Linked DNA regions of Triticum aestivum: region 2 is linked to region 1. Evidence: chromatin contacts called from public Hi-C data. All regions are on one chromosome and are shown on one strand. The core of a region is the stretch at or near the end of the contact, and the rest is flanking DNA. Distances in the headings are between cores, read along the strand shown.

Region 1 (6,908 bases), core at 921-3,420:
TTCCGACGTTCAAACCAGACCCTGTTAGAATTAAGTTTTCATATAGCCCGACGTCCCACGTCACTCCTTCGTTCATTCAGAAATCAGAACCATCCACGCTGAAGCTTAGTTACATGACGTTCATCCATGCGGATTTGCCACGCAACTTCAGCGTCCATCCGTAGCCCAATCCATGGTCATCATTCAGCTACAGATTCAGGTCAGTCATGGACCAAAGACAGGCAGACAGACAGGCACTGAAACCTACAGACAAACAGACCAGCGAGTACCGTACTAGTACTCCGACTTCAGAGGCAGAGAATTTGTTTACGCGCTGCGAAAAATCCACAAAGATCTTCCGTGATGTTAATTGGCGGCACGCATGCTGATCGGAAGTAAACTCTACGGAAATTTCCGCACGGAGTCTTGTGGCCAGGAGACAGTAATGCATGCCGTCTACAACTGAATTATAAATCCAGAATGTTGGGCGAACAAATCGACGTCGCTTGATTGCATGCTTCTGCATCGGCACAGCTCCACGTACGGTCTGGCGGCGTTTCCCCTAATTCGGTTCTTTCGTTTTCACTAATATAATTTTCGTGGCATTACACCAAATCCACCAAGAACACCAGCAAATTCATCAAAAACAGATCAGCCGGAGACACAACTCAACACGCCCACCGATAATGCTTGACGCATCACCAGAAAGGGGGCTAGGCAAGAAGACCTTTATTCCATCTTCAGGGAGCCGCCGCCGTCTCACCTTTCACCTTTCTGAGCAGGACACAAACCCTAAGAAACCTTGAAAAAAGATCTAAAAACAGAACCCTCCCATCGGCAAGGGGCCCATCGAAGACGGGACGGACCGACGCCGGCGCCGGCGGGAGGCAGAGTACCCTAGCTATTTGCAGGGGCGGCTAGCTAGGTCAAAGAGGCCAATTGGCCAATTGCGTATTGTTTGCGGTAGACGTACGGGGTGTATTTTATACTTGTAGCGTCGTCGTCCATGACGCTTGAGCTGGGGCGTTAGGAAAAGATCCGCACTTTTTTCTCCAAAAGGTCGACCCATGCATGATAGGCAGGCACACTTTGAACCTTGCACATCTCTTTCATGCAACCGGTGGACTTTGTGAATAAGCTAGTAGTAGGTCAGGATCGCAATTGGAAATTATGGGACGAGGTTTGACATTGGTGTGTTTTATATTCTTTTTCTGCGGGTGACATTCTTGTGTGTAGTCGTGTAGATGCCGGAACACTCCGTGAAATTTCGCATGTCGTTCTTCGATCGAGTATAGAATGCGTACAGCAGCTTAACAAGTGACGTGAAGCAAGCTAGCCAGTGACCTAAAGTTCTCCAATTTAGGATAATCTATGTCTCCTACACTCCTAGAGGGTAGGATTTTCTCAATCAGGCCCTAGAGGTAGGTAGTTTCATTGTATTGTATACTACTAATTATGTATCCAACAAAACGGGCCAATTAACAGAACTACCTGCTACCATCCAAACCATATGTAAAGTACTCCAGAAGATTCTCCATTTCAGCTGCTCTTAAAATTTGACTCTGTGCAACTCGACAAACGTCTTCAACGAGGCAGGAATGCACCGCAGCAAAGTCGTGGCCATGGTCGGTGCTTGCCCTACGTCCCGTGTACACACTACGTAAATGTACCCCACGGTCATCCCATTTTTTGTAAAGAATGTTTGTGGAACATATTTTCAACAGCGAAGAACATGATTCCTCTTTGAACCCGGTAAAAAATTCATGCACGGGAGGGGCAGGCAGAGTCAATCGACCAGCAGACAATTAAGCCCTAGAGTTAGCTAGCTACTCCTAGATCAAAGGAGAGGGATTAAAAGAAGACGAGAGCTCTGAGCTTTTCACTCTCTTTTCACCATGGGTCGTTTCCCTTTCTATCCTAGTCGACCTCCACAAGGGGGTACGTACGTACGCTCTTGACCGGTTCCTGCGCTGCCACGTAGCTGTCGAACGTACACGTACGTGGCCCACCTCCCGCATACAAGTCAAAGTCAAGAGTCGAGTGATTTTCAAGAGCAACGTCGCCGTACGCCACCGCAAAACCAAATCGATCGATCGCGCCAGGTTCCACTTCCATCGCCGGTACCATCCACGTCGCCTATAAAGCGACCGCCGCTAGAGGGTACGTCCCTGATCATCCACGCATCGATCCCATAGCTTCTTCCCAGGTTGCGCGATCATGGTGCGCGCGCTCCGGCCTTCTTCCCTCGTCGGCCCGTCCTTCTTCTACGCTCTGCTGCTGCTCGTGGTGGCCGCGCTCGTCGGGCAGCACCCAGCGGGCCCGCTGCGGGTGGCGACGGCGCAGAGCGTGTCGGCGCTGGCGCCGGTGCCGGTGCGCGTCGGGGTGATCCTGGACTGGGCGACCAAGGCGTCGTCGGCGGTGTCGCTGCGGCGGCGGACCGGCATTCAGATGGCGGTGGAGGACTACTACGCGGCGCACCCGGGGTCGGCCACCAGGGTGGAGCTCCATTTCGGGGACTCCAAAGGGGACGTCGTCGGCGCCGCTTCCGCCGGTAAGCTCCCTAGCTAGTTGCTTCTCTAATTATGCTCTTTCGCTTCATGAATCTATGCAAGCTCGTACTCTAGCTTGCCGTCCACGATAACACTTGCGAACGCAAGCTTGCCGTCTCGACATTAGCTCTCTAGCCTGGCCGTTTTAGTCCCTCGATCACCGGCGGCTGCTGCGCGCATGGGACTGTGCAGCTCTTATGGCTGCGCGGCGCACATCGGCGGGTCCGGCCACCTGGGCGGATCTCCATTCCAGGGCCGGACGTCGCCGCTTCCGGTGGTAATTAGTTAACCTCGCTCGCTTATCACGTACGCCATCATGGCTGCCTTCTCTAATTAAGCTCTTAATCCAAGCTCGTCTTGAGATTAGCACTATCTCTTTTGTCTTGGCCTACCCACTGGGGGCTGCAGTCTGCTAGCTCCGCGCGTACGACTGTGCAGCTCCCGCCGTCTGTGGTACACGAGCCACCAGCTGTTCTGTGGTGCCGCCGGATACGGCGGCGCCTCTCACGGCCGGCTGCCGGGCCGCCAGCCTTAGAATTGTCGTCTTGCATGGACATCCATCGTGGCCGGCCCTGTCGCCATTTTGTCCGGCTAGCCAGCTCCTCGACCGTCAACACAAGGACGACGACGGCGCGCGGGGGATTCAAGTTAACAACCACCACATCTCCATCGAGCTGCGTTGGAATCCCAACTAATCCGTCCCACAAGGCATAAACAGCCATTTTTAACCGCGACCGGTGGACTCAAAGTGCAGATATTCGCTACTTCTGTCAGGGTTTGGTACGTGCGTGCGTGCTGTCAGCCTGTGCGACAAAGATTAACTATTCTTGGCTGCTTAGGGTCGATCATTGGGCGCTTGGACTGGTGTGGTCTGATTAGTCCGCGCCGTCTGCTTCTTCACCGCGTACGTACGCATGCACGTGCTAGCGCGCGAGTCGGTCAAGCTTCATGGCTCATGTGGTTGTAGCTAGATTAGTTGGGGACGACAGTCGACGATAAGGACATAGATAGATGCCTCAAATCTTTATATCCGTTCTGCAACGCATCGCAACCACTCCCCTAGATGCATGGGATCCAAGTTTCAACGCATCGCACCATGTGGACGTACGTGCATCATGCATGTCGGGTCAGCAACGTTGAACGGCCACTCCAAAATTAGCAGCACTCTTGGAAATTCTTACTATACGCTATAGTACTTGTCATGGCCACTCATGCTTCTTCGTCATCGTCGGTCATGTATGCAGTCCAAGCTAGCTAGCTAGCATGTGTGTCGTCTGCTCGGGTCTGGGAGACGACTCGCTTTCGAACTTCCTTGTCAAAGTCCTCGCAGCAGTGCTATACACACGACAGTAGTTTCGAAGTCCTCGAGCAGAAAGATGGGCGCTAGCTTGTTAATTTGGCCGATGAAAGTGACTCGACAGCTTCTAAAAGATCTTTCACGACAGGAAAATCGGATGTTCATTACTTTACATGTTCTCTGGTGCAGCCCCAGTCATCTTTGGTACACCAACCACTGTAGATGGCTTCTTAATCTGGTCGATGATATTGACTGCTCAGCTTCTGTAGATCCTTCATGGGAGCAGAAATCGGGTGTTCATCAATTCACACTTATACAATGTTTACTTTTGCTCCCACAAAAAAAGAAGAATGTTTACTTTGTTCCCTAAAAAAATGTTTAATTTTGTTTCAAAATAATAATGTTTCCTTTGTTGAGAGAAACTAACTAAATCATTTTTCTCGCCTTTTATTTAGAAAACTGTAGTATCATTTTTCACTCCTAGTTTGGGCTCCTTAAAAGTTTCTAATGGTTCAGATTTTAAAGGGCTGAAAGAGTACCATGGGCCTAAAACTCCTCTTCTTTGCTGTTGTTGCAGCGTTGGACCTGATCAAGAACGCGCAGGTGCAGGCCATCATCGGGCCCAAGACATCAGCAGAGGCAGAGTTTGTGGCACATATCGGCAGCCGCGCTCACGTCCCCGTGCTCTCCTACTCCGCCACGTCCCCGTCCCTCTCCCCGGCGCAGACGCCCTACTTCGTGCGCACCGCCGCCAAAGACTCCTTGCAGGCCACCCCCGTCGCCACTGTCCTAGCACACTTCGGATGGCGCGCGGCCGTCGTCCTGCACGAGGACTCGCCCTACGGCACCGGCATCCTCCCGGCGCTCGCCGACGCGCTCCAGAGCGTCGACAGCGCGGCGATCGTGGAACGCGTGGCCGTGCCGAGCGGCGCGCACGACAACGCCCTCGACGCGCTCCTCTACCGCCTCAAGGCGATGCCGACGCGCGTGTTCGTCGTGCATGCCAATTTCCGCCTGGCCACGCGGCTCTTCCGGCGAGCGGAGGAGGCCGGGATGATGTCCGATGGCTACGCCTGGGTCGTCACAGATGGCGTCGGAAGCCTCGTGGACAGGCTCAGCCCCGAGGACGTCGACGCCATGCAAGGCGTCGTCAGCCTCCGGCCTCACGTGGAGCTCACGAGCCAGGTGAAGAACTTCTCGGCGCGGTTCAGGGCGAGGTTCCGACGAGGCAACCCGGCCTCCGACGACGACGTGATCAATGACCCGACCGTGACGAGGCTCTGGTCGTACGACACGGCGTGGGCGATCGCGGCGGCAGCCGAGGCGGCGAGTGTCCCCGGCCCGGCATTTCAGACGCCGCAGCGTAGCAGGGCCCTTACAGACCTGGACCGGCTCGGCGTGTCGGCCACCGGAGCAGCGCTTCTCAGAGCGGTGGTCAACACAACGTTCGACGGGATGGCCGGCAGGTTCAAGCTTGTGAACGGGCAGCTGCAGGTGGCGGCGTACGAGGTCGTGAACATCATCGGGAACGGCGCCAGGACGGTGGGGTTTTGGACGCCGGAGTCCGGCATCCTGCGGGACCTGAACAACGGTGGCGGCAAGGCTGCGCGGCAGCTGAAACCCATCCTCTGGCCGGGCGAGGCGCTGTCCAAGCCGAGAGGCTGGACCGAGTCGCCGAACGGACGGGTGCTCAACGTCGCCGTGCCGATGAAGAACGGGTTCAAGCAGTTCGTGGACGTCGTCGGGGAGAAGAACTCGACGACGCCGAAGGTCACCGGGTACTGCATCGACGTGTTCGAAGCGGTGATGAAGAACCTGCCGTACCCGGTGAACTACCGGTACGTGCCGTTCCCCCGAAGCCCGGATTCCTACGAGAAGCTGGTGGACCAGGTGAGCGGCGGGGAGGCAGACATTGCGGTCGGGGACGTGACGATCACGGCGAGCAGGATGCACGAGGCGGACTTCACGATGCCGTTCACGGAGTCCGGGTGGGCGATGGTTGTGGCGACGCGGCCGGACACGAGCGCCAGCATGTGGATCTTCCTGCAGCCGCTCACCACCAGCCTCTGGCTCGCCAGCCTCGCCTTCTTCTGCTTCACCGGCTTCGTGGTGTGGGTCATCGAGCACCGCGTCAACCCGGAGTTCCGCGGCACGCCGTCGCAGCAGTTCGGCCTCATCTTCTACTTCTCCTTCTCAACGCTCGTCTTCGCACACAGTAAGCCACTTACTAACCATCTCATCATCTCAATTCTGCAGAGTTCTTGAAGAATATCAATTACCAAATTAATCAATCTTGACGTTTTAATTTTCAGAGGAGAAGCTGGAGAGCAACCTGTCGAGGTTGGTGGTGATCATATGGGTGTTCGTGGTGCTGATCCTGACGTCAAGCTACACGGCGAGCCTGACGTCGATGCTGACGGTCCAGCAGCTCCGGCCGACGGTGACCGACGTGAAGGAGCTGCAGAGGCGCGGCCAACACATCGGGTACCAGGAGGGGAGCTTCATCGAGCCCTTACTCACGAAGATGGGCTTCGACGGGAGGAAGATGAAGAAGTACAGCACGCTGGAGCAGTACGCCGACGCGCTGTCCAATGGCTCGGCGAACGGCGGCGTGGACGCGGTGTTCGACGAGATCCCGTACCTGAAGCTGTTCCTGTCGCAGCACTGCGACGGGTACATGCAGGTGGGGCCCGTCTACAAGACCGACGGCTTCGGGTTCGTGTTCCCGCGCGGGTCGCCCATGGTGGGCGACGTGTCGCGGGAGATCCTGAGGCTGGCGGAGGGCGACCAGATGGCGCGGATAGAGAAGGCGTGGTTCGGCGAGCCCGGCACGTGCCGGGACGCGCTGGGCGGCATCGGCGGCGGCGACGGCTCGTCCAACCTCAGCTTCCGGAGCTTCGGAGGGCTGTTCCTCATCACCGGCGTCGTCTCCAGCCTCATGCTGCTGCTTTACGTCGCCATCTTCATGTACCGCGAGCGCGACGAGCTCCGGGAGGCGGAGGCGGAGGCCAAGGCCGAGGCCGGCTCCGGGAGCGTGCCCGTGCGGAGGCTGCGCGTATTGCTGCAGCACTACGACAAGAGGG
Region 2 (7,373 bases), core at 3,534-6,033, 220 kb before region 1:
ACAGGAAGCAGAAAACCTTACCCTGATGCCAATCCCGTCATGGCAGGACCTAATCCATCCCCAGCTATGGCGGCGGCGGCGGCGGCGAGGGCCTGGTGGCGGCCGGAAATCCCCGCGAACGCCGCATCCGCTGCTGGCAGCTGCTTCTTCCGTGCCGGAGGAAAACGCTTGTGAGGCCTCTCCCCTAAGCTTTAATTTCAGGGTTTCCATCTCCAATTACTGCGCTGAATTGAGCAAAAATAGTACTGTACGTGCTGTAGTATTCTGGCAACTTAGGACGTCGGTTTGCCGGCCGGTAGTATCAGGTAAAGGTGGGATCTTGGGATTCTTGAATCTCGGTCCTCTGCAGTTTGTTAGTACACGCTTTACTGAATCTTGGCCTTCTGCAGTTATGAATCTTGGCCTTCTGCAGTTAGTTACACACTTTACTGTCAAAGTGTCAAGTGCTTTGGTTAATGATAATTAAGCCAGTTGCAGTTTTATTCTCCTCCTCTATTGAAAAATGAACTCAAGTAGTAGGCAGAAAGATAAAATTGTACTACCATTTCTTTGACTGGACCTTGGAAATTTTCATCCTGGGAGGAATTCGAGTCCCAATTCAAGTGAAAATTGCAGTCACCATACCAGTAAATAGCTTCGTTCTACTACTTTCTCGTTAGTCTCAATGTAGTAATAGTCTAACTGAGGTATGCTTAGTCCTCAGTGTAAAATCTTCTTATTGATCGCATTATTTGCCACTTGGTTGAGTTGCTTCCGTTCACCCTGTTTAGATTAAGGAACTCTTATTTCAAGTCTACTTCCACATCGATTATTACCCTTCTACAATTTGGAACATGTTGCCATGATCTCTGTTTGTTGCAAGGAATGTTACTATGATTAATGTGGCTGACCATGTTGCAATTTATCTTTAAACATTTCTAGCAGTACAGGACTTCAAATGACAGGCAGAGCCAGCAGCATCCTCCCTCACGTGAAGAGCGGGGAGGCAGCAGAAGGGAGCCCGAACGCCGACGCCGACACTGCCATCGCCACCGCCCCGGTTGTCGATGAGGAGACCCTCCGCCACGACCTGGAGACGGCGATCGAGGAGGAGGACTACGGGCGCGCTGCCAAGCTCCGGGATGAGCTCCGACACCTGCGAGAGGACGGGCGGTCGTCGCTGCTGGCGGCAAACGCGCGGTTCTACGACGCATTTCGGGACGGCGACCTGGCAGCGATGCACGCGGTGTGGGCAAAGGGGGAGCACGTGTACGTGGTGCACCCGTCGGCGGGGCGCATCTCGGGCTACGAGACGGTGATGCGGAGCTGGGAGATGGTGTGCGACGCCGACCACGAGTTCCCGCTGCGGTTCGACCTGCAGGACGTGGAGGTGCACGTCAAGGGGGATATTGGGTATGTCACCTGCCTGGAGATGGTGAAGACGAGGGGCAGCGGCGGCAGCTGGGGCAAGCAGCTCGCCACCAACGTCTTCGAGAAGGTCGCCGGCGAGTGGCTCATGTGCGTCCACCATGCCTCCCATCTCGACGACGACGACGACGAATGATCATCGAAGATGGATGATGACCGGGTTCGAGCACAGGAGGTTTCGCGGTACAGACGTGAGCGTAGAGTTACAGGCCATACCATTCGGCAGAGTTGAGAGACGTTTTATCATTTCTAGTTCTTCCATTTTTGTATCACCATCAAATACATATGCTATTTTTGTATAATCCAATACATATCCTGTTTTGAGGAATTATATACTCTTTTCTATTCCCTCGTCCCACATCAATTGTCGCTCAAACCGATGTATCATGACAGATTTCAATGCTCAAGTGACGGAAGTTGTTTTCTTTCAGGTCTACTGGTCACCATGAAATGTCACAGGAGAACCCACCAAGCGTATAGCATTCCATCACGCGAGGATTATTCTTCACCAGCTAGTGCTTATTAGTTATTATCAGGCAAGGACACCAGAATTTTTACTAGAAGTAGAAAAGTTACACAAAGTTCGCGAAATGATATCTGAGCTAAAAAAACAGCATAGTGAAATCGGCAGATTCTCAACTGATCTTGACCATCCAGGTAGCAAAGAGAAGCAAGTGGAGTATAGTAACCAAATGAAGCAACAGGTATACAAAGCTTGATGAAATATAAACTCAAGTGCCATCCCTTAAGAAATTCACTTTTTCACCACCAGAGTGTAGTTATTCTCAACAAGGCAAAACATGACACAAGCTCACGACACAAACGTACGGGTATTTCGGAGACCATAATGATACGACACTTGTAGGAAATCTGGATGCTTAGTAGGCAGTAACTAAGTAGGCCTAGGTGCAGCCATCTCCACATGGAGGATGAGGTTATCATAACCATACCCATTGAGCTTGCTGATGGCCTTCTCGGCGTCCTCCCTGTGAACAAAGTTGACGAACCCAAAGCCCCTGCTCATTCCAGTCTTCTGATCCACCGCGACATAGACACGGCTGACCGGGCCAAACGTGCGGAACAGCTCGAGGAGGTCGGGCTCGCGGGTGTCCTCAGACAGATTGGTAACACGGACACTGTTCTCGTCGTTCCTGCGCCTCATGTCGTGCCCAGCATCGGTATGAACAGCACCAGCCCTTAGCCTTGGAGCAACGTATGAGCCCTTGGCAGGGCCACTCAGTGCTGCAGGGCCGTCAGAAGTAGGAGGCATGTCCGATGCATCGGTTGGTGGAGCGAGGTCCTTGTAGGGGCACTTTGAGGTCCAGTGGTCACCCTTCTTACCACAGGTTCTGCAAACCATGAGAACAGCACCTCCCTTGCTTGCCATTGCCAGTGGGTCACCAGACGCACTTGGTTCATCAGCTTTGCTCCCTACAATCAAGTGAAGTGTTAAAAATAAGGGCAAAAAGATACAGCAAAGCTTCAATAACGAGAAGGTAATCAGCAGGGAATTAGTACATTAGCAATGTTAAGGTCTATTTTTAAGGTCCATGTTAAATTTTGAGCAGAGCACAAATAATGGCTAAATAACAGACATACAACATCCAAGGCACAATACTGCAAGGTTAGATTTGGGTGGGCTACGGAAGAAAGACAAGTTAAAATGCCCCAGTTACTGAACAGACAAAAATTAAACCTACTCAACCACACCCTCCATTAACTAAGATATATGATCATCTAGAGCAGGAAATCATCTATTACAAAGCGCAGAAAGTTAATTTGTTTCTTTGATAAACATAATCACCGCATCACAGGAAATTGCAATGAGAATGTGGGGACACTCGGGTGATACTAATGTATTCAAACTATAATTCTTGCACTAAAAAAACATTGCATTAGAACTGCAACTGGAAATCCCATAATCAGGATTCCACATGGACCTGCACGCAAAATACGTCAATCACCAGCATCCTAAAGTTTTAAAGAAGACGTACAAAATTAGTACCAATGTTATGAATGTCCATGTTAAGTTTGACCTGAACACAAGTGATGTCAAAATAGAGTAATAGACATACAACACCCATCAGACAATGATGCATGGTTAGATTTGGGTGGGCTATGGAAGAAAGACTAGTTAACATGCCATAGAACCCGTGTGTTATATAACGAACAAATGTTTAACCTAGTCAACGTCATCCTCCATTAACTGGACTGAAGTAACAGGATCCTATATGATCACCTAGATAAGGCATCATCTAAAACAAAACATAGAAACTAAATTTGGGGTTTCTGGTAAACATGATCACTCCGGCACAGGAAATTTGCCCAAGGAGAATGGGGTCGTTCTCTGATGACAGTAATGTATTCAAATTATAATTCTTGTGCACTCCAAAATCAGCTGTGCATTAGGACTGCAACTGGAAATCCCATGATAAGGCATTCTACACGGGCCTGCATGCAACACACTTCAATCACCCGCCTGACCAAAACAGAACAATCATCCGAAGAACCTATCTAGACCTCACAACTCAAAAAAAAATTGCAGCTTCTTTTCATGTATAACAGATTCTTTTTTGTAGCAGATGTACGAAACTGGTATTCTGCCCCAGTACCCAATATCGGCACTGCTTCAAAGCACATCAATCGGAAAACTTAAGGAGAAATGTTCGGTACTACATCACAGCTACGGATCTATTTCCTCTCCTCCCAATATCCTCTACCTCTTACTGTCCTTCCAGTAACCTAATATTAGAAATGCTACTATACACATGTATATTTCCTAGATGTACATGTAATCACTAAACATAACACAGCCACTCGACTGAATAAGACTTCTGATTGGATCAACACCAGTTCACCTGGATCCCCATTTTTGACTAACGACACAACAACTGATTCGAAAGAAAGAGACGCGGGCCGGCGACGGACCTGGGGCGCGCGGGCGCTCGAGGAGGATCTCCTCGGTGGAGACGACGGTGAGGCGCGCGGAGGCGTCGTCGCCGCTGGCGGCGTCGCCGAACTTGGACCAGTTGCGACGCTCGACGGCGGCCTTGGAGAGGCGCGCGCGCGCGAGCTTGCGGACGCGGGTGGTGGTGGTGACCTTGACCTTGTTGCCGTCGTCGTCGAAGCGGTACTCGATCGTCTTCTTGAAGCCGTTCTCGTCGGGCCCGATGACCACCCGCGGCGGCAGCAGGAAGTCGAGGTCGCCCCCGTCGTCCTCCTCGAGCTCCCCCCACCGGATCTTCGCGTCCGCCGGCATGGCTGTCGCTCGCTCGCTCGCTGGGGCGCTAGGGTTCGGTGTGCGGCGGCGTGGGAGGGGGGAGAGACGGGCGCTCTGGCTTTGGTTGCGAGAATGGGATGTGTGGCTCGGATTAGTTTCTGGATGATTTTGTTCGGCGAGGTCGTGGCCTTGGATATGGGCTACGGGATGCAGTTGTTGGGCTTCGGCAGCAAGTCTCAGGTGGGCCTTATTGGATCGGGACCAGCTGGTAGCACGTTGCCTCAAAAAAAAAATCTACTTTCATCAAAAAAATTAAAAAATCTGTGACCCCTATAGAAAAATCTGCTAACTCGAAGTATTTGTATTTTTTTTGAACAGCGCTCATATATAATATACGCGCACACACTCATCCCTATGAAAGCGCACACTCACACACTACCCCTATGAGCACCTCCGAGAGACTAAGCCAGCAAATTATCTTGAGATTTTACATATTCACCGTAGGCGCCTCGTAGTCGACGGGAACGTCTCCTGCCACTGAACGAGTATCGCCGGAAATTCTGAAATAAATTCAGAATAAATGCAAGCATCAGGACTTAAACTCTGGTGAGCTGGGATACCACTATCCACATAACCATCCAACCACAGATTATTTTGCAAGTATTTTGTATTATTAAGAGAAATTTTCTCAGTATTCATGATTATTCTTTGTTCCATTTCCATTTTATACAAATGAAGGAAAGATGATTCTTCTTCATTCGCTGACGGGAGGAAACCACACATCAAAAATTATGCACAGATACAATGAGACTGCAGGATTTAGGCGAGTGAAAATCCAAAGTTCCATCATGAAAAGTGCTACAAGAAATCCTTGCACTTGAGGATTATCGCGTTGCAGCAAGAGTTTGGACCTCTTGCGCTTGACTTCAGCCGCTCCCGCAACGGGGGCACGATGACAGATCCTGAATCTTTAGCTTCAGTGTTAATGGATGTCGGTGTCAAAACCGGCGGATCTCGAGTAGGGGGTGCCGAACTGTGCGTCTAAGGCTAATGGTAACAGGAGGCGGGGGACACGATGTTTACTCAGGTTCGGGCCCTCTCTATGTAGGTAATACCCTACTTCCTGCTTGATTGATCTTGATGATATTAGTATTACAAGAGTTGATCTACCACGAGATCGTAGAGGCTAACCCTAGAAGATAGCCTATGATTATGATTGTTCTTGTCCTATGGACTAAACCCTCCGGTTTATATAGACACCAGAGGGGGCTAGGGTTACACAGAGTCGGTTACAGAGAAGGAAATATACATATCTGAATCGCCAAGCTTGCCATCCACGCAAAGGAGAGTCCCACCCGGACACGGGACGAAGTCTTCTATCTTGCATCTTCATAGTCCAACAGTCCGGCTAAAGTATATAGTCCGGCTGTCCGAGGACCCCTTAATCCAGGATTCCTTCAGTAGCCCCTGAACCAGGCTTCAATGACGATGAGTCCGGCGTGCAGTTTGTCTTCGGCATTGCAAGGCGGGTTCCTTCTCCGAATACTCCAAAGTAGATATTGAACACGAGAATCGTGTCCGGCTCTGCAAAACAAATTCCACATACCACCGTAGAGAGAACAATATTCCACGAGTCTAATCTGCTGACAACTTCTTCATAGCGTGACATCACGCCATGGCCCGGTCATTATTCGAACCGTTTTCCCAACCTTCTACCACACGTTTCGCGAGGCGGTTTTATTGGCACGTCTTGTCGGAGTAGAGATCGTGTCCCCTTATCACGGGATCCTCATCAATACAGGCGTGGGTAACCCAACTATGCCATTAGCATGGCGCTTGGGGAATAAGCGAGTTTTAGGGCATGCGGGGAGGCACATGATTTTACTTCCTTTATAAAGGGATAAGGATTCCGCTCCTTCACCCACACCTTCTTCTTCCTCTGCCTACTCTCTCTCTCTCTCTTTCTCGAGCTCCAGCGCCCAAGCATTCACCTTCTCCGCCCACAAGAGCATTCCAAAAATGTTTGGATCCAGAGCTGGAGGCAAGTGGATGGCCTCCACTGTCCGGGAGAAGGATATAAAGAAACTTTGGGATGTCGGGTATCTAGCCAAGAAGATCGGCCACCGTCTCCCGACGGCGGGTTAGATCGTCCCTACTCCAGAACCCCATGAGAGGGTTGTATTCCTCCCTCTTCGTCCGCGGGTTGGGGTTTCCCCTCCACCCATTTGTTCGCGGCATTATGTATTACTACGGGATCGATTTCCATGATCTATCCCCCAATTCCTTCCTCAACATCTCGACATTCATCGTCGTGTGCGAGGCCTTTCTCCGCATCTCTCCACACTTTGGATTGTGGCTGAAGATTTTCAATGTGAAGCCCAAGGTGGTGAGCGGTGAGCACGCCGAGTGCGGAGGCGCCATGGTGAGCAAGATGCCCAACGTCACATGGCCATCAGGTACCTTTAATGGTTCGTTAAAGGGTGGCAGCAACAGTGGTTCTATGTCACTGAGCCACGCGGCGCTAAATGGGCCGCGGCTCCCGGATTCTGACCTGGAGCCCCATTGCGGCTTATGTCCTAGACCAAGAAGGGCCTGGACTGGTCTTCGTCAGACAAACTGGCAACGCTCCAGGCGCGCGTCAAGAGCATGGGAGATAAGAACATCGAGCTTGTTGACGTAGTCCAGGTGATGTTGGTTCGCCAGATTCTCCCATGCCAACACAGGGCTTGCAATTTATGGGAATTCG

Evidence for each region. Hi-C and Micro-C count contacts between places; a contact is called where the count stands out from the background.
Region 2: a Hi-C map of leaf shows a contact between it and region 1, with 3 times the contacts expected there. The contact joins the promoter of LOC123138889 here to the promoter of LOC123138882 in region 1. A contact is called at or near these places in 4 of 5 Hi-C or Micro-C datasets (leaf and root).

What each region holds. Positions count from the first base shown.
Region 1 is chr6B:664,562,766-664,569,673 of IWGSC CS RefSeq v2.1, reverse strand. It overlaps LOC123138882 (glutamate receptor 2.8-like), which reads left to right and starts at 2,170. Exons shown (of 3, transcript XM_044558731.1): 1 at 2,170-2,530; 2 at 4,403-6,040; 3 at 6,138-6,908. The coding sequence starts at 2,197.
Region 2 is chr6B:664,787,719-664,795,091 of IWGSC CS RefSeq v2.1, reverse strand. It overlaps LOC123138889 (eukaryotic translation initiation factor 3 subunit G), which reads right to left and starts at 4,783. Exons shown (of 2, transcript XM_044558738.1): 1 at 4,336-4,783; 2 at 2,113-2,838. The coding sequence starts at 4,666. The coding sequence ends at 2,300. LOC123138891 reads left to right here. Exons shown (of 2, transcript XM_044558739.1): 1 at 1-170; 2 at 922-1,752. The coding sequence starts at 40. The coding sequence ends at 1,543.